Regions from separate parts of the Sus scrofa genome. Here all the other regions are linked to region 1. The links are chromatin contacts, called in public Hi-C, HiChIP or PLAC-seq and promoter capture Hi-C maps. All regions are on one chromosome and are shown on one strand. The core of a region is the stretch at or near the end of the contact, and the rest is flanking DNA. Distances in the headings are between cores, read along the strand shown.

What was found. Promoter capture Hi-C pulls out the DNA fragments that hold promoters and counts their contacts. A called contact is a pair of places that touch in the nucleus more often than the background predicts. HiChIP or PLAC-seq counts read pairs in DNA pulled down with a chosen protein or histone mark.
Region 2: a contact with region 1 is called in an H3K27ac HiChIP or PLAC-seq map of skeletal muscle, with 3 times the contacts expected there. The contact joins the promoter of MRPS21 here to the promoter of SETDB1 in region 1. A contact is called at or near these places in 2 of 2 datasets of contacts at active chromatin or transcription factors (alveolar macrophages and skeletal muscle).
Region 3: a contact with region 1 is called in an H3K27ac HiChIP or PLAC-seq map of alveolar macrophages. The contact joins the promoter of PRPF3 here to the promoter of SETDB1 in region 1. A contact is called at or near these places in 2 of 5 promoter capture datasets (fetal liver and liver), 1 of 47 Hi-C or Micro-C datasets (embryonic fibroblasts) and 2 of 2 datasets of contacts at active chromatin or transcription factors (alveolar macrophages and skeletal muscle).
Region 4: a promoter capture Hi-C map of liver shows a contact between it and region 1, with 2.9 times the contacts expected there. The contact joins the promoter of RPRD2 here to the promoter of SETDB1 in region 1. A contact is called at or near these places in 1 of 5 promoter capture datasets (liver), 1 of 47 Hi-C or Micro-C datasets (embryonic fibroblasts) and 1 of 2 datasets of contacts at active chromatin or transcription factors (alveolar macrophages).
Region 5: a contact with region 1 is called in a promoter capture Hi-C map of liver, with 4 times the contacts expected there. The contact joins the promoter of TARS2 here to the promoter of SETDB1 in region 1. A contact is called at or near these places in 1 of 5 promoter capture datasets (liver), 3 of 47 Hi-C or Micro-C datasets (embryonic fibroblasts, epiblast stem cells and psoas muscle) and 1 of 2 datasets of contacts at active chromatin or transcription factors (alveolar macrophages).
Region 6: a contact with region 1 is called in a Hi-C map of retroperitoneal adipose tissue, with 1.7 times the contacts expected there. The contact joins the promoter of ADAMTSL4 here to the promoter of SETDB1 in region 1. A contact is called at or near these places in 1 of 5 promoter capture datasets (liver), 6 of 47 Hi-C or Micro-C datasets (embryonic fibroblasts, epiblast stem cells, liver and 3 more) and 2 of 2 datasets of contacts at active chromatin or transcription factors (alveolar macrophages and skeletal muscle).
Region 7: an H3K27ac HiChIP or PLAC-seq map of alveolar macrophages shows a contact between it and region 1. The contact joins the promoter of MCL1 here to the promoter of SETDB1 in region 1. A contact is called at or near these places in 1 of 5 promoter capture datasets (liver), 5 of 47 Hi-C or Micro-C datasets (embryonic fibroblasts, epiblast stem cells, liver and 2 more) and 2 of 2 datasets of contacts at active chromatin or transcription factors (alveolar macrophages and skeletal muscle).

Annotation. Positions count from the first base shown.
Region 1 is chr4:98,291,695-98,294,427 of Sscrofa11.1, reverse strand. It overlaps SETDB1 (histone-lysine N-methyltransferase SETDB1), which reads left to right and starts at 1,358. Exons shown (of 22, transcript XM_005663488.3): 1 at 1,358-1,516; 2 at 2,401-2,671. The coding sequence starts at 2,412.
Region 2 is chr4:98,793,857-98,796,589 of Sscrofa11.1, reverse strand. MRPS21 (28S ribosomal protein S21, mitochondrial) reads left to right here and starts at 1,367. Exons shown (of 3, transcript XM_013988092.2): 1 at 1,367-1,557; 2 at 2,216-2,330. The coding sequence starts at 2,248.
Region 3 is chr4:98,770,285-98,773,017 of Sscrofa11.1, reverse strand. PRPF3 (pre-mRNA processing factor 3) reads left to right here and starts at 1,387. Exons shown (of 16, transcript NM_001135965.1): 1 at 1,387-1,413. LOC110260326 (a long non-coding RNA gene) reads right to left here and starts at 1,245. Exons shown (of 2, transcript XR_002343444.1): 1 at 1,013-1,245; 2 at 224-475.
Region 4 is chr4:98,733,258-98,735,990 of Sscrofa11.1, reverse strand. RPRD2 (regulation of nuclear pre-mRNA domain-containing protein 2) reads left to right here and starts at 1,385. Exons shown (of 11, transcript XM_013988087.2): 1 at 1,385-2,733. The coding sequence starts at 2,724.
Region 5 is chr4:98,633,971-98,636,703 of Sscrofa11.1, reverse strand. It overlaps TARS2 (threonine--tRNA ligase, mitochondrial), which reads left to right and starts at 1,386. Exons shown (of 18, transcript XM_003355197.4): 1 at 1,386-1,524; 2 at 1,851-2,047; 3 at 2,357-2,480. The coding sequence starts at 1,459.
Region 6 is chr4:98,587,930-98,590,662 of Sscrofa11.1, reverse strand. ADAMTSL4 (ADAMTS-like protein 4) reads left to right here and starts at 1,408. Exons shown (of 19, transcript XM_013997190.2): 1 at 1,408-1,573; 2 at 2,085-2,158.
Region 7 is chr4:98,560,725-98,563,457 of Sscrofa11.1, reverse strand. MCL1 (MCL1, BCL2 family apoptosis regulator) reads right to left here and starts at 1,366. Exons shown (of 3, transcript NM_001348806.1): 1 at 534-1,366; 2 at 1-180. The coding sequence starts at 1,224.

The sequences.
Region 1 (2,733 bases), core at 109-2,608:
ACAGAGGGAGGAGTTAACTCTGTAGGGAAAGAGTGATGGTCTAGAAAAGTGATTCTTTTGGGGTTTTTTTAGGGCTGCACCCATGGCATAGAGAAGTTCCCCGGCTAGGGGTTCAACTGGAGCTACAGCTGCCAGCTTCCACCACAGCCACAGCAGCGCCAGATCTGAGCCACATTTGTGACCTGCACCACAACTCACAAAGCCAGATACCTAACCCACTGAGCGAGGCCAGGGATCAAACCCACTTCCTCATGGATACTAGTCGGGTTCATTACTGCTGAGCCATGTCGGGAACTCCAACACTGATTTTTTTATTTTATTTTATTTTATTTGTCTTTTTGTCTTTTCCAGGGCCACACCGGCAACATATGGATGTCCCCAGGCTAGGGGTCTAATCAGGGCTGTAGCTGCTGTCCTACACCAGAGCCACAGCAATGCTAGATCCAAGCTGCGTCTGAGACCTACACCACAGCTCACCACAATGTGGGATCCTTAACCCACTGAGTGGGGCCAGGGATCAAACCCGAAGTTTCATGGTTCTTAGTTGGATTCGTTAACCACTGAGCCACTACGGGAACTCCCCAGGTTTATATATTTTTTTAATGAAGTTAGGTGCAGTTAGTGTAAAGATAGCTGGGCAGATTAAAGCAATGACGAGATTCCGTGGTAGTCAACAGTGCTGATTCATCAAATACATCTGGTTCTCCCTCCCTGGAGTGAATGTTCTTCCTGGCCCCTCTGTGTTTGGGTAGGGCCTTATGACTCATTTCCAACCAATGAGTTGTAAATTAAAGTGCCCAGAGTCACTTTAATTGCCAGCGCGAGACCCTCTAGCGTTCTCTCATTATGGCAGGGCAACTCATCCGCCTGGGTTTCTAAGTAGCTCCACAGCGACCCCAGCTGCCCCAGCTGGATTCCTAACCCAGGATTCTTAACACATTGAGCCTCAGGGGGAACTCCATTTTAATGTTTATTGCTGAGTGATTTGTAGTGGCTAAAAACTGAAAACTAGATTTCAAAATATGGGTTATTATGTCATATTATGAAATATTGTGCAACTGCCAAAAAGACAACTTTTCATCCTTTTTGGCTCTTGGCAATACTGCCACCACTTGGAGTGGTGGAAGAGGCGGAGCTTCTGCAATGCACCCCAGGCCACGCCTACTTTAGCCAGACTCTTCTCACGTGTGCTCCGGGAGGCTCCGCTTTGACGCATGCGTATTAGGCGGCGTTTCTCACCCTTTTAGGGGCGCCCTGCCTCTTTGAATTTGACCCCGTCAGGCTACCGTCGTGGCGACCGGAACAGCGCCTCAGGTTTGCTTCCGGCGTCTTTTTTTTTTTTTTTTTTTTTTTCTTCCCCTTCCCTCCCTCACGCTTCTTCCCCTCCCCCTGCTCCCTTTTCCCTTCGGTTTCGTTCTTTCCTACCGAGGCCGACCCCTGAATCGTGGGGTCTGGTCGGTGAGAAAGAGCCATCGTAGCTGGAAGCAGGGAGGTGTGGGAAACACTGTTAATTGAGGTATTTGGAGACCAAGGGCTTATCTCGAATGGTTTGTTTGTGGTGGGAGGTCGGGTGAGGATGGGTAGGAAGTCTTCCCTGAGAGACTATCGGGGGCGGGGTTGAGCTGGGTTCGCGGGTGGGTGGGACGCACCCCTAAAATGAGTAACACGGGGGTGGGGCGGCGTGTGGGCAAAAGAAAAATGGAGACGGTGAAAATTGGCACTGGGGTCGCGCGGCATTCTGGCGTCAGTTTTGTTTGAACCGTTTGATCAGGAAAGCAGTTAACACCAAAGTGTGGGGGCGTTTGAATTGACGATTTGAGGCAGCCACATTTTTTATTCCCAAATTGTTTTATTTCTTTTCACTTTGGGGAAACCTCTTTGCTGCAAGCTTTTGTCTGCTTAAGTATTACAGACTTTTTAAAAATGTAAATTGCCATGTGAAAGCAAAGTAATGTAGGGGGAAAAGTAATTAAAAAGAAATTATTGAGTTACAGACCAAATCCTCTGCTCCAGGTGGGGATATTTACTCAGGTTAGTCATGGTGTGCAAACAGGGATATATCAAATTAGTTAATTAAAGAACACAGGTCACAGAAATCTCTTCGATATGTTGATTCTCTTCAGTTTCCTAAAACATTTTAGATAGCTCCCTGTTGCGTAATATGTGTTCTCCACGCCCTCTCAAACTTTTTCGTTTTATTCAGGTCTGTAGTCTAGCCTGCAAGAGGTGAGAACTGCAAAATCTCAGCTTCAGACACTGGAGAATGGGGAGAAAGAACATGGAATCAAACCTACCTATATATATTTGAGTAACAAATAGCAGAGTAGAAATGAGTTTTGTTAGGTCACTGAAATTCTGTATTGTCGTTATAGTAATTTTAGTTTCCTGCTCTCTATATAGAGGACAACAGTATGTCCTCCCTCCCTGGGTGCATTGGTTTGGATGCAGCAGCAGCTGCAATGGAGTCTGAAGAAATTGCAGAGCTGCAACAGGCAGTCGTTGAGGAACTGGGTATCTCTATGGAAGAACTTCGACAGTTCATTGATGAAGAATTGGAAAAGATGGACTGTGTACAGCAGCGCAAGAAGCAACTAGCAGAGTTGGAGACTTGGGTAATACAGAAGGAATCCGAGGTGGCCCATGTTGACCAGCTCTTTGATGATGCATCCAAGTAAGGACCTTTTGAGAAATAGAAGGAAATCTGTCCATAATTATTGATGACATTGTGCACTT
Region 2 (2,733 bases), core at 118-2,617, 500 kb before region 1:
AGTTTAAATCAAGGGGTCAGCAAGAATCATATACCATATATACTTTGTGGGCCATACACCTCTGCTACAACTATACAACTCTGCCAATGTAGCCCAAAGCAGCTATACCTAATATATAAACAAACAGTAGAGCTGTGTTCCAATGAAGTTTGTTTGTTTTCTTGTTTTTTTTTTTTTTTTTTTTTTTTGCCTTCTCTAGGGCTGCTCCCGCAGCATATAGAGGTTCCCAGGCTAGGGGTCGAATCGGAGCTGTATCCATCAGCCTACGCCAGAGCCACAGCAATGGGGGATCCGAGCCGCGTCTGCAACCTACACCACAGCTCATGGCAACACCGGATCCTTAACCCATTGAGCAAGGCCAGGGATAGAACCCACAACCTCATGGTTCCTAGTCGGATTCATTAACCACTGTGCCACCAAGGGAACTCCCCAATGAAGTTTTATTTACAAAAACAAAAGCGGAGTTGGACTTGACCTGTAGGCAGTACTGTGCAGACCTCTGGTTTAAGAGACTTGTTCAAAGTCAAATGCCTGATGAGTATCGGATTTTGGATAGAATCCAGATCTCCTGACTTCCAATCCAGTGCTTTTTCACCATATTATGTTGTCGCCTATATAATGTGTTTTGCATTTACCATATTCTACCTTGTTTTACTATTTATCTTTTACACCTACTTACTGTGCTTTGTTAGTCTGAGACACACTGAAATATTATCAACAGTTCCTGATACAAACTAGGCTTTCAATAAAAGCTTGCTGATGAGCATAGTCATGTCCTAACCTAGCTCTATTTTGGTACTTTGAACCTGGCTTATTCTAAAGCAGGCTTCAGTTTCTGTGTGAATTCTATTAGCATAATTGACGAGAATACATCTGTGTGTGTATGTGCCTGTGTTTTAGGGGAGGTACTCAAAGAACCTTATTACGCAAGTACCTGGTTGAGAACCTGCTTTCTTCTTTTGAGACTTTCCCTACTGTTTTCCAGTAGCCACTTCCGGTAGATTCGAATTTATGTGAATAACCATTAATGGATGGACATATGTGTAGAAGTAACATACGAATAAAATAAAAGGAAAGCTTTTTCCACAGTGACGAGGAAGTTAAAAAAGAGATATTTCTAAGTTTCACTTGGAGACAAATGGGATAGAAGCTGACATAAAATAGTCTTTGATTCTAAATCCTGCAGATGTTTCCCAATTCTTCCTTCAGTGATTTCACTTTATTTAGTGAAATGGCTGGGAAGGTGCTATTATAGGAAACTCAGAGTATGTTCATTTCCTTTCTGTTCCTAAGTTTTCAGGCAGATAAGGGGTGTAAAGCTGTTTTTCATCCGGAGGACAGACCTCAATGAATTTGTGTCCTTTGCGAAGAGAAAACAGGAAGCATGCTCAGGAAGCTTCGCCTGTTTCTCTCATTTTCCTTCCAGAAAAAGAAAAGGATTAGATATCTATTTAAGATTTAATAGGATTAAGGGGTACGGAAATCAGGCTGACCTCAGAGGCCGAAGGACGGCGACTCCAAGAGAAGACGGAAGAAGCTGTTTGAGGGGAATTTAAGGCAAGTATTTTGCTTTGCCAGGTGTTGAGTTCAAGCCCGGGGGTTGACGATGAGCCGGGGGAGTGAAGAAACCTTCGATCCAGGCCAAAAGGAATGTTGCCACGGTTTCCACAGTTTCCACTTAGCTCCTCTCTCGGGTGGGTCCTCTTGTCTGCGCGCGGCGCTGGGGATTACGTAACTTCCGCTTCCGCTTGAGGCGGGCTTCGCGTCGGCGGGGCGCTGAGGAGCGAGGGCTTCGTCCTGGGTTTGGGGGAAGTGAGGAGATTGGGGCGGGAGGGCGCAGTTGGCCTCGTTCCTAAACACCAAGAAGGACTCCCTTCCCAACTCCTACCCCAAACCGTCCTGTGACCGTGAGCGGTAATTAGGGGGGAGGGGAACGCCTGCAAAGTGTCCCAGTTGGCCCTTGTCTAGGCAAGTAAATTTCTGTGAGGACGGCCAGCTACCGTCTCTTTTCATCGCTATGGTAGGGTTTGTATTGGCAAGGAGAATGAGGGAGTCGCGTGTACTTTCTAGAATATGAGGACTTGACCCTGTCTCGCATATTCCAGAGCCCGATGCATTTCCAGACCCATAAATAAGCCACGTGGTTTTGTATTCTGTTGTGTTTCTCTTTCTTACCTGATCTCTATAGTTTACTTCTTTCGCCATCATACTTTAGGTCCTGCAGAGTAACGACTTAAATCCAAGGTCATGGCAAATCATCTGAAGTTCATTGCCAGGACTGTGATGGTACAGGAAGGGAACGTGGAAGGTGCATACAGGACCCTAAACAGGTAACTGCCAAGGGACCAGAATCATGGCTAGACCAACTCTCTTGAGAAGGGTGGTTGTTTTGTCTCTTCCCCTGGCATAGGTTGTCTCAAACTAGTGCCAGTTGAGGTGTTCACAGACTTGAAACTTCTCAGCCCCTCATTTTTCTATCTTAAAAATGAAGTTATTCCCCAAATTTAACTGTATGAAGGTTATTCATCAGCAGTCATATCTTTGATGACGAACCTGCATTCTATCCAAGATTTTAAAAAAACCCAAAGGGAAAATCAAGTTAGAAAGTTGCTAGTAAGGGGGAAGGTAGTACATGACATATTAAAAGCTGATCGAGGGATTGGTGTGGGACAAGGCCAATGGGAAACATGAACTCAGATTTGGGATCTTAGAGAAGCAAGCAAGAGATGGAAA
Region 3 (2,733 bases), core at 138-2,637, 480 kb before region 1:
CCTGGGCCAACTGCAGCCTAACACCAGGTCCTTAACCCACTGTGCCAGGCCAGGGATCAAACTTGCATCCCAACACTGCAGAGATGCTGTGATCCTGTTGGGCCACAGTGGGAACTTCATGAGTTTAGCTTTATATAAGTTCTTTACTGAGGGAGACACAGGTTTAAGAAGCACTTGAATCGTGTTCTGCTGGACTACAAAATTGGGGAGGCTTACAAGCTTACAGGTAGTTAAATAAGTTGTTTATTAAAAATTATAATTGGAGGAATTATAATTGGGGTTAAGAACTAGTATCCACGAGGATGTGGGTTTGATCCCACATCAAACTGGCCTTGCTCAGTGGGTTAAGGATCCAGTGTTGCAGCAAGCTGCAGTGTAGAACACAGGTGCGGCTCAGATCCAGTGTGGCTGTGGCTGTGGCACAGACCAGCAGGTGCAGCTCCGATTCAACCTCTAGACCAGCAACTTCTGTATTCTGCAAGTTAGGCCGTAAAAAGGAAGAAAAAAAAAGAAAAGAATTATAATTGGAGCTGGCAAGAAGTAAAGGTGCTTGTTAGGTAAGGATTAGTTGAGGACCAAAATGGTTGATTAGGAATTCCTGTCCTGGCTCAGCGAGTAAAGAACCCCACTAGTATCCATGAGAACACAGGTTCCATCCCTGGCCTTGCCCAGTGGATTAAGGAGCCAGTGTTGCCCTGAGCTGTGGTGTAGGTCACAGTCCTAGCTCTGATTCTGCGTGGCTGTGGCATAGGCCAGAAGCTGCAGCTCTGATTCAACCCCTAACCCGAATTTATATATGCTGCAGGTGGGGCCTAAAAAGTACTAGACTGCCAGCAATTATTTGTTTTGCGAATGAATGGAAGAAAGAAACAAAGGTGTGTGAGAGGGTACTATCTTCAGACTCCTCCCACACTAGTCGGTTTTCTGGGTCTCTTGGCACCACTGTTAAGGACAAAGGCTAAGGAGAGAGTGGTTAATACTAACGATCACTACTCTGAAGTTTACTTCCTACCAGAAAGTCCAGGTTTAGCCCAAACGCAGAAGCTCTGCTTTTAGTTCTAGCCATAGCCTTAGCGCACTTATTCTCCACGGGAATACTACAAGCAGCTCAATTTATGCTTCAGGTAACATTAATTTTGCGCTAATGTAGTTAACAGGTTTAGCACGGGGAACCGAAGGAGCCAAGTAGCTTGCCGGGGGAAATCGTTACGGCTCCGCCACGCATGCGCTCCGCCGCGGAAAAGTAGCTACTACGGCTGCGCGAACCGGGGCCCCGCCCTCTTTCGTCACAAGTTGTGGGACCGTGGCGAGGCAGCAGCCGTGGCGGTAGCGACGGCAGGCCGTAGGGCGGTCGGAGGGTTTCCGGTTCCGGTGTAACGTTCGGGCTCCGTCTCAGGGGCTGAAGTTTGTGAGGTGAGTAGTGGCCCCGGGCCCAGAGAGGGTATGCTCGGGTCCTAGCGGCTGGGGCTAAGTTTCAGTCCAAAGGGAGGACCGAGGCGGGAGGTTCAACAGAAAGGAGGCTGAGGAAAGAACCAGGTTCTGTGCGAGAACGGGTTGGAATGAGATTGTTGAGAGGAAAAGGGCGGGGGCGGGAAAGGGACAGGGTGAGGAGACTACCTCTGAGATGAGTTTGGGTAGAACAAGGTGGGGAAAGGGTCCGGTCAGAGAGATGGAGAGAGCAAAAAGCAAAGGATAGGGTTTAAGGGAGGAAATTCGACTTGTAGCAAAGAAGAGCACGAAGTAAGGAATTCCTTCAGAAGATTAGATTCTGCTACCTGCTCATTGAGATCATTCTGCCTTCCTCTCTCTCCCTCCACACCGTAACCACCCCCACCCCGCCCCACGCAGTTATTGTTGAACGTCTGATTAATGACAAAGCTAGTTACTATTTGGAAGTTTGATTTTTGCCCACTGACTGTTTAGTCTGCACGTTATATTATGGAGGGAATGGGTTGAAATTGAGTACATAAGTATAGTGCTTGGGCATACGGTTCGTTTATAGAGTGGTACCCCGTTTATTGCTTTGGATTTTCAAACGGCTTAAACTTTCTAATCTATGATTCAGTTCTAGTGGAATATAAGCCCTCTAAGGTGAGGATTCTTGTCTCTTTTGTTCACTGTTGTATGTATCCTTGGCAGTATCCCACTACATTAACACTTAGTTGTTGTGCAGTAAATACTTACTGAATGAATTAAGTGCCAGATAGCTATGGCAGTTGTCCTCCTTTTGTAAGATGAATGAACTGAGGCTCAGAGGAATTGCTTGACAGAAGGTTAGTAAATGGAAGAGCTCTTTCTTCACTCCCTATGTTGTCTGAATACCCTTCTTTTGAGCATTGAACAGTTAGCATGTTGAAATTGATAAGCTATAGTGCTGTCTCATGATGGGTAAATAGAGCCATCATAGATTTATTATATAACATGTCAGTAAGACACAAAATCTTTTACTCCTAGTTTCATGACTTCACTAGCTTCATATGGTTATACCAAAATTAAATACACTGTTTAGCAACAGGTCTTATAGAGGATAAACCTACCAAGAATGCAGAAGTTAATTAGACTGTACCGGAGTTCTTGTCGTGGCTCAGTGGTTAACGAATCCGACTAGGAACCATGAGGTTGTGGGTTCGATCCCTGGCCTTGCTCAGTGGGTTGAGGATCCGGCGTTGCCGTGAGCTGTGGTGTAGGTCGCAGACTCGGCTCGGATCCCACGTTGCTGTGGCTCTAGCGTAG
Region 4 (2,733 bases), core at 136-2,635, 440 kb before region 1:
TCCTTAACCCACTGTGCAAGGCCAGGGACCGAACCCTCAGCCTCACGGCTCCTAGTCAGATTCGTTAACCACTGTGCCAGGACGGGAACTCTCCAAAGTCTACTTCCTTTTTTTTTTATTTTCAGGGCCACACCCGAGGCATATGGAGGTTCCCAGGCTGGGGGTCTAATAAGAGCTACAGTTGCTGGCCTACACCACAGCCACAGCAACACCAGATCCGAGCCACGTCTGCCACATACACCACAGCTCATGGCAAAGCCAGATTCTTTTATTTTTATTTATTTTATTTTATCTTTTTGTCATTTCTTGGGCCGCTTCCGCAGCATATGGAGGTTCCCAGGCTAGGGGTCTAATCGTAGCTGTAGCAGTGGCTACAGCAACGCGGGATCTGAGCCAAGTCTGTAGCCTACACCACAGCTCATGGCATCGCCGGATCCTTAACCCACTGAGCAAGGCCAGGGATCGAACCCACAACCTCATGGTTCCTAGTCGGATTCACTAACCATTGAGCCACGATGGGAACTCCCAAAGCCAGATTCTTAACCCACTAAGCCAGGCCAGGGAAGGAACACAACAACCTCGTGGTTCCTAGTCAGATTCATTTCTGCTGCTCCGGGGAACTCCCCAAAATCTATTTTCCACACAACAACCAACATGATCTTTTAAAAAGAATGCGATGTAACTTTTCTTCTTAAAAACACTCTGCTTAAAATTGCTCCCCAACTCAACGTTAAAAGCCAAAGTCCTTCCAGTGGCCTTCCAGGGTCTATGTGAACTCTTTTCCTTCATCTCTGAGATCTCATATTCTACCACTTGACGCCTCTCTTACTCTTCTCTAGCCACAGTGGCCTCCTTGTTTTCCCTCTAAGGTATCAAAACATTCCTGTATTAGGTCCTTTACACTTGCTGTTCTGTCTGCCACCATGTTTTCTTCCCCCTTTCCCATATTTGCTTGGTTGCCTTGTTCTCAACATTCACATCAAGTATCACTTACTACCAGAAGCCATCCTTGATCACCAAACTCTCACTCCCATTCTCTTACAGTGTTATATGTGCAGTGCCCTTCCTCTCCCTTACCCTGCTTCATGCTTCTTGAGAGAAATTATTACTTCCTGATATATGTATTTTTTATGGTCTCCTGCCACTAAGCCCTGGAGGGAAGGGACTTTGTCATTTTGCTGTATTCCCCCACGTCTAAAACTGTACTTGACATAAGACGTTCGACAACTTTTTGTTGAATTAACAAATACTAGATTTGAGCTTGACAAAACAGGTTCCTCGCCTCAAGAAACCTGAGTCTACTAGGGAGAGTGAAAGAGTTAAAATACAATAATTACACGTGTTTAGTGGAACACAGGAGCCTCCAAATCTGTCCAGATGATTTACATAGGAAAATGGGATGGCATGGTTAATCTAGGTTGTGCTAATCAATACAATAGATATCTAAGTCTTTTGGAAACTATGTTTCATGCAGTTATGAAACTGTACCATAATTGGTGAAGGTGCGATTACTTCGCCTTTTATTCTTTTCTCGTCTCAAATTCTACAGGGAAATTTTCCGTTTCACTTCATTTACTTCCTTTCCCTATAATCCAACGTCAAGTGGCTGTAAATGGTATTGTCCAAGGAGAGTGTAAAATATTGCTCGGTCTGGGAGTCTGCGTAGTGAATGGCGCAAGGGAGCTGGCGCATGCGCATCGTCTGAGACACGGCAAAATGGCTGCCAGGTACTTTGTCGCGTTCCATGCCCCAAGGAGTTGCCAGCAGCGGCGGCGGCGGTAGCTGCAGGTGCCAGAACGTAACAGTGGCTGCTAAGCGGTGGGAGTTTCTCGGCCCTGTTGTGTGAGCTGGACTGCTCCGAGAGAGACCTCGCTAGGAAGCAAAACGCCGGGTGGAGCGGTGAAGCCCCTCCCCCAACCTCTCCTTAGTTTGACCAACTCCCTCACCCTCCCCTCCAGGTTTCTCCTCCCAACCCGCTACACGCTGGCTTATTGCGCAGGCGCACAAATAATCGGAGTGTCTCCTTAGCCCTTGGGGCTTGTGGGCTTCTGCGCGCGCTTCTCGTTCCTCTCCCTTGATTGGCCAGGTTGCCCCGCCATCACGCCTCCCTCCGCTTTCTAGGTTGAGAAGGAAGCGGGGGGGCGGAGCCAAGCAGCGCGTGCGCGATACTGTTGCTGTCCCTTTGCTGCTATTGCGTTGCAAAAAAAATCCTGACTAGGTAGCCTTGGGCCTTTCCTGTGTTAGAGGACCTAAAGGGGAGAGAGATTTCTGCAGCTGAAGGGGCAGTCGGGTAGTATTAACTGTAAGATATTAACGCCCGTTCTTAGAGGAGTGTGGGGAAGGGGCTTAAGCATTGAGAGCCGAAGAGTATAAAACCATTAATTTCTGGGCCAGGCGTTTAGAAAAGGCTTTGCAGGACGTGTTTTCTGCGTTTCTTCCGAGATTACTGACTGGTTTAAACACAATCCTTTGAACAATTTTGATAAACCTTCGAAACCCGCAGCCCCTCCTTGCAACGTGTAGGAGCCACCAGCGTGCCCAGCAGCTGGTCCTCCCGTCCTACCTCCAGAAGAGCCTAGCGCGTGCACCATCTCCACCCCCTGGCCTCCCTCCCCACCTGCGGCTTTCACGCACTCGCAGTGATTGTTTTGCCGGCTCCCGCCGCCGCCGCCGCCGCCGCCGCGGCCGCCAGAGGAGCAGCAGCGCTTGTGCAAACTGGGAAGATGGCGGCCG
Region 5 (2,733 bases), core at 137-2,636, 340 kb before region 1:
TTTTTCTTTTCTTTTTCTTTCTTTCTTTCCTTCTCCTTTAATTTATGGCCACATTCATGGCATATGGAAGTTCCCAGGCTAGGGATTGAATCCCAGCCACAGCTGTGACTTATGCCACGTCAGTGGCAATGGCGGATCCTTAATCCACTGCTCTGGCAGGGGATGGAACCCGAGTCTTTGCAGCCACCTGAGGTGGCTACAGTTGGATTCCTACCTCGCTGTGCCACAGCAGGAACTCCTGTGTTTCATTTTTCACTGTGTAAAACAAATCAAATATATCTAGTCTTATGTTCTAGATATAGGGAGAGGGGAGAGAAGGGATAAAGGAAGTTGAGAGCTTGGATGGGAATGAGAGGCAAAGGTCCTGTGTAGAAAGCAGAGAGCTAAGATTCTAGGGTCAGGAACTTTTTTTCTTAAGTGGTGGGGGAATTATATTGGGGATAAAATTCTTACTAGAGAGAGTCTGGTGTGGTAGAAGAATAGAAGACTTGGATTGAGAATCCAGCGTCAGTGCTTACTGTTTGATCTTAAATCACTTACCTTCTCTGATCTTAAATTCCTCATGTGTACGGTCTAAGAGGTCTCAGAGGTCCTTCTTTAAGCACCGAGTATGAAGGGACTCCAAGGAGTGCCCTCTGCTTTTGTTTTGCTCCAGCCTTAAAGTCTTTGTTTTGCTCCAGCCTCAAAGCTGTTATATGTTGTATTCATTTTTTCTCATGGATTGTTGCTATTGTTGCCGATTACTGTGGACCATGCAGTATATTAGACGATTTACATAAAATTAACCTCAACAGTTAAGGGTTTTTTGTTTGTTTGTTTTGTTTGTTTTGGCTGCACACGGAGGCATGTGGAAGTTACCAGACCAGGGATCCAACCCGGGCCACTGCCGGATCCTTAACTCGTTAAGCCACATGAGAACTACCAGAATGATATTATTATTCTCATTTTACAGATGAGAAAATTGAAGTTTAAAAGGAATTAATTTACCCCAAATTACGCAGTGATCCAGGATTTATACCAGGTCTGTCTCATTCCAGATTTATGCTCTTACCTGTTTCCTTCACTTCACATCCCGGTGAAGCCTGTGTAAAAGAAAACTTAGAGTTAAAAGGAAATAACAACCCCTTCTGGTCCGTTTTTCTCCCACTCTCTAAGTTTCCCTGCTTCTGTCCTTAAAGCCGCAGCATATCTTACTGCTACTTTGGTCTGAAACTCTGCAGGTACTGGAATTCCCTGTGTGCATCAGCTTAGGTCTTCCGGTCACCCGGAACCACCCACACCGCTGCTTGTGCTGTGTGGGGTATACCGCTTCGGAGTTCCTGGAGGTGGGGCCAGACTGGAGTGACAGCTATAACAACCAATAGGCATGGGTATTGTTGGGCCAGCAGCCAATGAAGAATCCGACAAAAGAGAAGGAGCGATCATTTATTTGAGGCTGTGTGACGGGTCTGAAGGAACATGGGGCTGTATCGGAGGTGGCGGCGACTTCGGCTCCCAGGGTTACAAGCCTGCGGGCTGCACACGGTGCGTGAGGTACCCAAAAGTTCCGAAACACATCGGACCTAGCGCAGCTGAAGCCCAAAGTATAGGCTCTCAACCCCATCTGACACCCCCTACTCCCGCCCTACGTTCGGGACCCGGCTACCGTAGCCCTTAGGTACGCCATCTTTTTCCTAGGGTAGCCGTCTGGGGAATGTAGCACTCCCAGCCTAGGGCCTTATACCTCCCATTCTTTTTTTAAAGACTGGGATTTAAGATCATGGCCACTTAAATGTTCTCACTTCCCACTACCCCCAAGCTCAATAAGGAATTTTGGGACCTGTGTTACCTCCTAACATCTTTTCCTCCAGGCAGCTGTGCCCACTCCTCCACACTGGTTGGTAGAGCGGCTTGGCTTTTTTGAGGAGCTATGGACCGCCCAGGTAAAGAAGTTAGCAAGCATGGCGCAGAAGGAACACCGGGCTATTAAGGTATCGCTTCCTGGAGGCAGGAAAGTGGATGCTGTGGCATGGAACACAACCCCTTACCAACTAGCTCAGCAGATCAGGTACCAGGCCTTCTATACCTACCGGGTAAACCTACCTCTGTACTTTGTTTACTTGAGCAGGGAAAGAACTCTGCATGTTTATTCCATCCCCATCAAGATAGCCTTTCCTGCATATTCCTTTTTATCTGCATTAGTTTTATGGTCTCTGACCTTTCTCTATTATGCATTGAGGGGAAAAAAAAAGAAAAGATTCCAGTGTTCTGGTAATACATTTCCCCTTCGCAAGTTTAGAGTTGCTAAGGATTAGTTCCTGTCTTCCTCTGTAGCTTGTAACCTTGTCTTTTTTTATCCTCACCCCCACTGTTGAAGTTCAAAACTGGCAGATACTGCAGTAGCTGCTGTAGTGAATGGAGAACCTTATGATCTGGAACGGCCCTTGGAAAAAGATTCTGACCTCAGATTTCTGACATTCGATTCTGCAGAGGGGAAAGCAGTACGTTTCTTCCTTATTGGGATATAGGGGCTGCTAAGAGATGTTTAAGTGGGAATTTCTAGCATTTTTTTTTTTTTGCCTCAGTTTCTCCATTTTCAGTTGAGAGGGAGGCCTACCATGGACTGCTTATCTTTTTTGATTTTTTTTTTTTTTTTTTTTTTTTGTCTTTTTAGGGCTGCGCTGGAGGCATATGGTGGTTCCCAGGCTAGGGGTCAAATCGGAGCTGTAGCAGCCAGCCTACGCCACAGCCACA
Region 6 (2,733 bases), core at 159-2,658, 300 kb before region 1:
GTAGGCCTGCGGTTACAGCTCTGATTAGACCCCTAGCCTGGGAACCTCCATATGCCGAGGGAGTGGCCCTAGAAAAAGCAAAAAAATACAGCAAACAAACAAACTGAATAGACTCAATAATACACGACTGCGGTTGATGAATAAATGGCAAATAAAAATTTAAATCGTAGTGTCCATTTGTTATCTACTGTCAGCCATTTTGTATATATTATTTTTCTTTGTTTTTAACTAATGACATAGATAATGCTCATGGTTAAAAATTCAAAAACATATAAGCATAGAGTGACAGCCTCCTAACCCCACAACCCCTCCCCAGGTATTGTCTCCAATTTTGAGTCTGGGATGTATTCTTCCATAAATAGACAGACGTATCTCCAAGCCTGTCATATGAATCAGATAAGCCCATTTTACAGATGAGGAAACTGCAGCACAGAAAGTTTGAAGTACTCATCCAAGACCACAGAGCTGACAAGTCCTGGAGCAGAGATTCAAATCTAAATCGTCTGACTCCTAAGTCAGCGCATTCCTCCCGCTATGCCCTGTGTGTCAAATTTTATGGATGAAGAAACCTAGGCTTGGAGTTCCCCTCCTGGCTCAGCGGTAATCAATCCAACAAGTATCCATGAGGATGTGGGTTCGATCCCTGGCGTCGCTCAGCGGGCTAAGGATCTGGTCTTGCCATGAGCCGTGGCATAGGTTCAGAAGCTTCTCGGATCCCTGCGTTGCTGTGGTGTTGGCCGGGACTGCAGCTCTGGTTATACCCATAGCCTGGGAACTTCCCTATGCCCCTGGTGTGGCCCTAAAAAGACCAAAAAAGAAAAGAAGAAAAAAAAAAAAAAAAAAAAAGAAGAAGAAGAAGAAAAAGAAGAAACCGAGGCTCATAGAGGTCCCCTGAGCAGCCAGAACCACATGGTTCACAGCCAAACGTGGGAGAGGCAGGGATGAGAGTGTGCTTGCACCAGAGGCTGCGTGGAGGAGAGGGCCTCCGCCGATGGGGCATCTGGGATCGTGCGGGTCTATCTCGGCCCAGCAGTGCCCAGATCTGGGCCCAGAGGCTCGTCCACGCCGCTGGTGTACAGGAACCACCCAGCCCCTTGGCGCCCCTCGCGGCCGCCCCGCCAGGGCAGGCGCAGCACTCGCACCGCCCACTCGGAGCCGGCTGGGAGGCCCGGGTCCCGGAGTCCCGAGCCGCAGCCAGGCCGGGAGACAGTGCCCGGGGGCGATGGCTGTCTTCGAACAGGGCTGGGACCCCTTCGGCTTCGCCCCCTCGAGCCGTCGGCGGGCGCCGGGCGGGAGTAGCTAGTCCCGCTACTCTGGGTGGGTGGCCTTAGCGAGCCGGGGGCTCGGGGTGGGCCGCCCAGACCCGGGGGCCGGCGAGGGGCGCGGGCCGGGCGCGTGGCGGGAGGGCGGAGTGGGGGCGGAGAGGGGGCGTGGCGGGGGCGGAGCCGCGGCCGGAGGCGGCAGAGTCCGGAGCCCGGCTCAAGGGCCGCCGTGGCCGCCGCGGAGCAAAGCTGTCTCGAGAGAGCGCCCGGGCGCAGAGGGGTTAACGGGCCGCCGGGGCCTCGAAGAGCAGGTACAGACCTTCCCTGGGACCCCTGGCCCCGGCTGCCCTCTCTCCCAGGTCCCGTTAGACCACCGGCCCTGCGCGCCCGCGCCACCCGAGTTCCCTGCTCCCCAGGGTCGCGCCCCAGCCACGACCCCGGCCCCAGCTCTTAGAGCCTCGGAAGATCTTCCAGTCCCTGGGGCCGGATTCCTGGGGAGGGGGTCTGATCCCTTGGAACGCTGGCCCCGTCACCCGGCCAAAATTCCTACTAAGTCATAAAGTCGGAAAACATACGCAGGACCTCGCGGCATGCGCCGGGCGCCACCTGCCCTCATCTGAAAGGGTGCTCCTGGAGGATGTGTATCCCACCCTCCACCCCCGTCCTTTGGCCCTGGAGTTGGGGGATAGGGACGATGGGAGGGGTGCTGGTGGGTGCCCGTGATCAAACTCAGCCTGATTGGAAAGGAAGGACACCTGTCGGGTTGGGCCTCCCTCACTCAGGAGTGGAAGGTGCAAGGAGAACCAAAGTGTTTTCTCTCAGCATAGGGACTCTCCAGCCAGCCCTGGAACCTGCTGTCCAGCCTCCTGCCCCTCCGTGGCACCCATTTCCCAGAGGTGGGTCCCCTGGGGGTGAAGGGGTTAGTCTCTCCTTAATCTTCACTGGCCAGTGTGGAGGTGTGGCCGGGAGGAGCCCAGGTTCGTCTAGACCAATGTTAGCCTGGCCCAAGGGTGACCACTTCTGACCTCTCCTTTCCTCACCCTGGGCGGTGAGACACACCAGATGAGGAACATGAAAAGGGTGAAAAACACAAATGTGTGTCTGTTTCCGCAGTGGAGGGGGTGTCGGCCCCCTGCCCAGCTATGCAGGAGGTGGGGTAGGACTTTTCCAGAGAGGGAGCCAGGCCTGGCCATGGCCCCAGGAGCTCACGTCACCCCACCCCCCACCCCTCACTTCTCCAGGGAACTGCCAAAGCCAAACTCAGCTCAGGACAGGATTATGTGTACTGGGTAGACCCATGGAGAGAGAAAGCAAGATACAGACCTGGGGTAGCTGCGAGCAGAAGCAGAGAGGGATTGGAGAGGGGCCTGGCAGCAAGAAGGGGTAGACAGTGACCATCACCCCATCTCTCCTTCCCTTCAACCTCCCTCCAGTGAGAGGCAGGCAGAGAGCTGAAGGCTTGGGTGGAACG
Region 7 (2,733 bases), core at 117-2,616, 270 kb before region 1:
ACGGTTCGATGCAGCTTTCTTGATTTATACTCTTCAAGTGTTTGGCCACAAAGGCACCAAAAGAAATAAGAGTCACAATCCTGCCCCAGTTTGTTACTCCGTCACTGAAAACGTGGACCATCACTCGAGACAAAGATTTGACATCGTCTTCGTTTTTGATGTCCAGTTTCCGAAGCATGCCTGAGAGGAAAAAAAGCATGCAGGTTCTCACCGCCTCCTTTGTCTAAACCAGGGCACGATTCGCCTGCCCACCCACGACGGGGGAAATCGCTATTTGAGCTCTATAGAATTTAGGCCGTTCCCACTTGAAAATTGACATCCCACCCTTTCCGGGCTTTGAACAGAGCTGCCATTTCCAAAAGAATCAAGTGGGCGGAAACAATGACTCACGGCCAGAATATTCTGGTTTCAGAAATGGGATAAGAGTCGTTTCAACATGGACTCGTTTCGGTTTCCACCCACCGAAGGTGCGTGAGTCCAGAGAGCTAAAGAGAAAGAAAAAGCAGGGCAGCCTTCACGACTAACCCCCTTACCTTGGAAGGCCGTCTCGTGGTTGCGCTGCACCCCGTCCCCGACCCGTCGCAGGGTCTCTAACGCCTTCCGGCTGGCGGCCCCAGACCCGCCCATTGGCTTCGCGTCCTTGGCGCCGGTTGCCTGCTCCCGAAGGTACCGAGAGATAATCTCCAGGGACTGCCGGTATAACTCGTCCTCCTCCTCCTCTGCCGGGGGCGGCGTCGAGGGGAGCGAGCCGTCCGTGCCGGGGCCACTACTGGCCTCCTCGACTAACCCCAGCAAGGGCAGGACGGCCGGCCGCTTCCCGAGGGGCTCCGGCTCGTACCCGTCCAGCTCCTCTTCGGGAGACATGATGGCGTCGGAGGCCGGGGATTCCATCTCTTCAGGCGGCGACGCGAGGCGGGTGGGCGCGAAGAACAGCAGTCTGGCGGGGGTCGCGGTGACGTCGGGGCCCTCGGCGCCAATGGGCGAGGGCCGCGCGACCCTCCGGGCGTCTGGCGCAGGAGTGGACGGGGGGCTCGCGCCGGCGCTTCCGCCAATCACCATGCCGGCTTCCCCTCCCCCTACCTCTTGCCGGGCCGTGGCCTCTTTTCCCGTAGCCAAGAGACGGCCTCCCGGAGCGGAGGCGCTGCTGCCGCTTCCAGGCCCCAATCCGGCCCCCCCACAGTAGAGGTTGAGTCCGATTACTGCGTTTCTCTGGAGGCCAAACATCGCAAGCCGCCGCCGCCACCACCTTGGCAGAAAAATGGGGGAGGCCCGACTCCTTACGGGAAGGAAGCGGAAGTAAGGTCTGAGAGAGGCACTCCTAGATCGCAGTTTTAGAACCAGTCCGCAGTGGCGTCAGCAACTCTCTAAAAAAAAAAAAAAAAAAATTGAACCCCCGTAAAAGGGCAAGGGGCGGAAGCTTCCGGAGAATGCAGCACCGCACGGCACCTAACCGGCGGTTCGGGGGGCGGGGCTTCCGGCTCTCCGAACCTCTCGCGGCCCGTTACGTAACCTTGGCTCCAGCCCTCTGCAAGGTGGGCTTGCGCTCTTCACCCGTGCCGGTCTGGGCCGGCTGGGGATTGCTACCTCGTCGCTTCCCTGAGTGCTGATTTGCAAGCCCCTTCTGTTGCTTTTGTACCGGAGGGTTGTTTTTTTTTTCCCCCACACCACAGTCCTAACCCTCGAGTCACTCGGAGATTGAGGAAGAGGGATGAGTAAATTCTGCCACGGATGCGGGACCACAGCCTTAGGATGGATGAATATGAGGACACTGTTGGGAAAATGTAGTTATTTTGCGCAACCTCAGCTCTGTACTCTCATTCCAACATTGTGTGGAAACGGGGACGCTCCATGGACTGACCTATAGAATCATTTTTACGTAAATTCGCAAAGCGAAATTGTTCTGCTCCAGCTAAATTTTATGCCTGTCTCCCTATTTGCTTTCTCCCATCGCCATCTCTCTCATGCTTTTTATATATGTCTTACTCGTTCACTACATCTTCTGAGACTCTTGATACCACTTACGTTGATAAGAGACATTTGAATCTAGGGGTAAACCCCTTAAGGACATGGATCTTGTTATATACCATATATGTGAGTTAACATTAATTGAAGCAACCTGTTTTTCCTAAAAGATCTGTAAAATTAGTAATAGCTAAAATTCAAGAGCAAAGTATTTGAGGGACAGAAGCAGGAAAGGTGAGCATGGTTCCTATTCCTGAAAACATCACTTTAATAAGGAAATAGGGCACCTGTACCACAGGATTATGTATTTGGGCAAGACCTAGAAGCATGGAGCTTTATAATAAGGGGCAGAAAGTTTGGAGAGAAACATCCTGCGGTTGTAGTGAATAAGAAATGGTTTATCTATTTAAGGAATGTAAAATCTTGCACAGCAACAAACCATAATGTGAGATGGAATATAGGAGGCATCAACAACTTAATATTGGAATTAAGAGGCTGGAAAATTCACTTTCGGCTAGGAGAGCTAGGGGAAGACTTTATGGAAGAGGTAGCTTTTTCTGCTCTGCTTTCTAGAACGCGATTTTATTTAGGGGAAAGAGATTGAGCAAATTTGCGTGCAAAAGCGGTTTCTTCTTCAGAGGCTGTAGAAGGAAGTGCATTGCTGGTTTCACTTTAAGCTTATAGCCAGAAATCTCAAGTGTTCAGTAATCCTATTGCAGTTCCTTAATCGATTCACTCTCCTGTGATCCAAGATGACTATTGAACACCTTC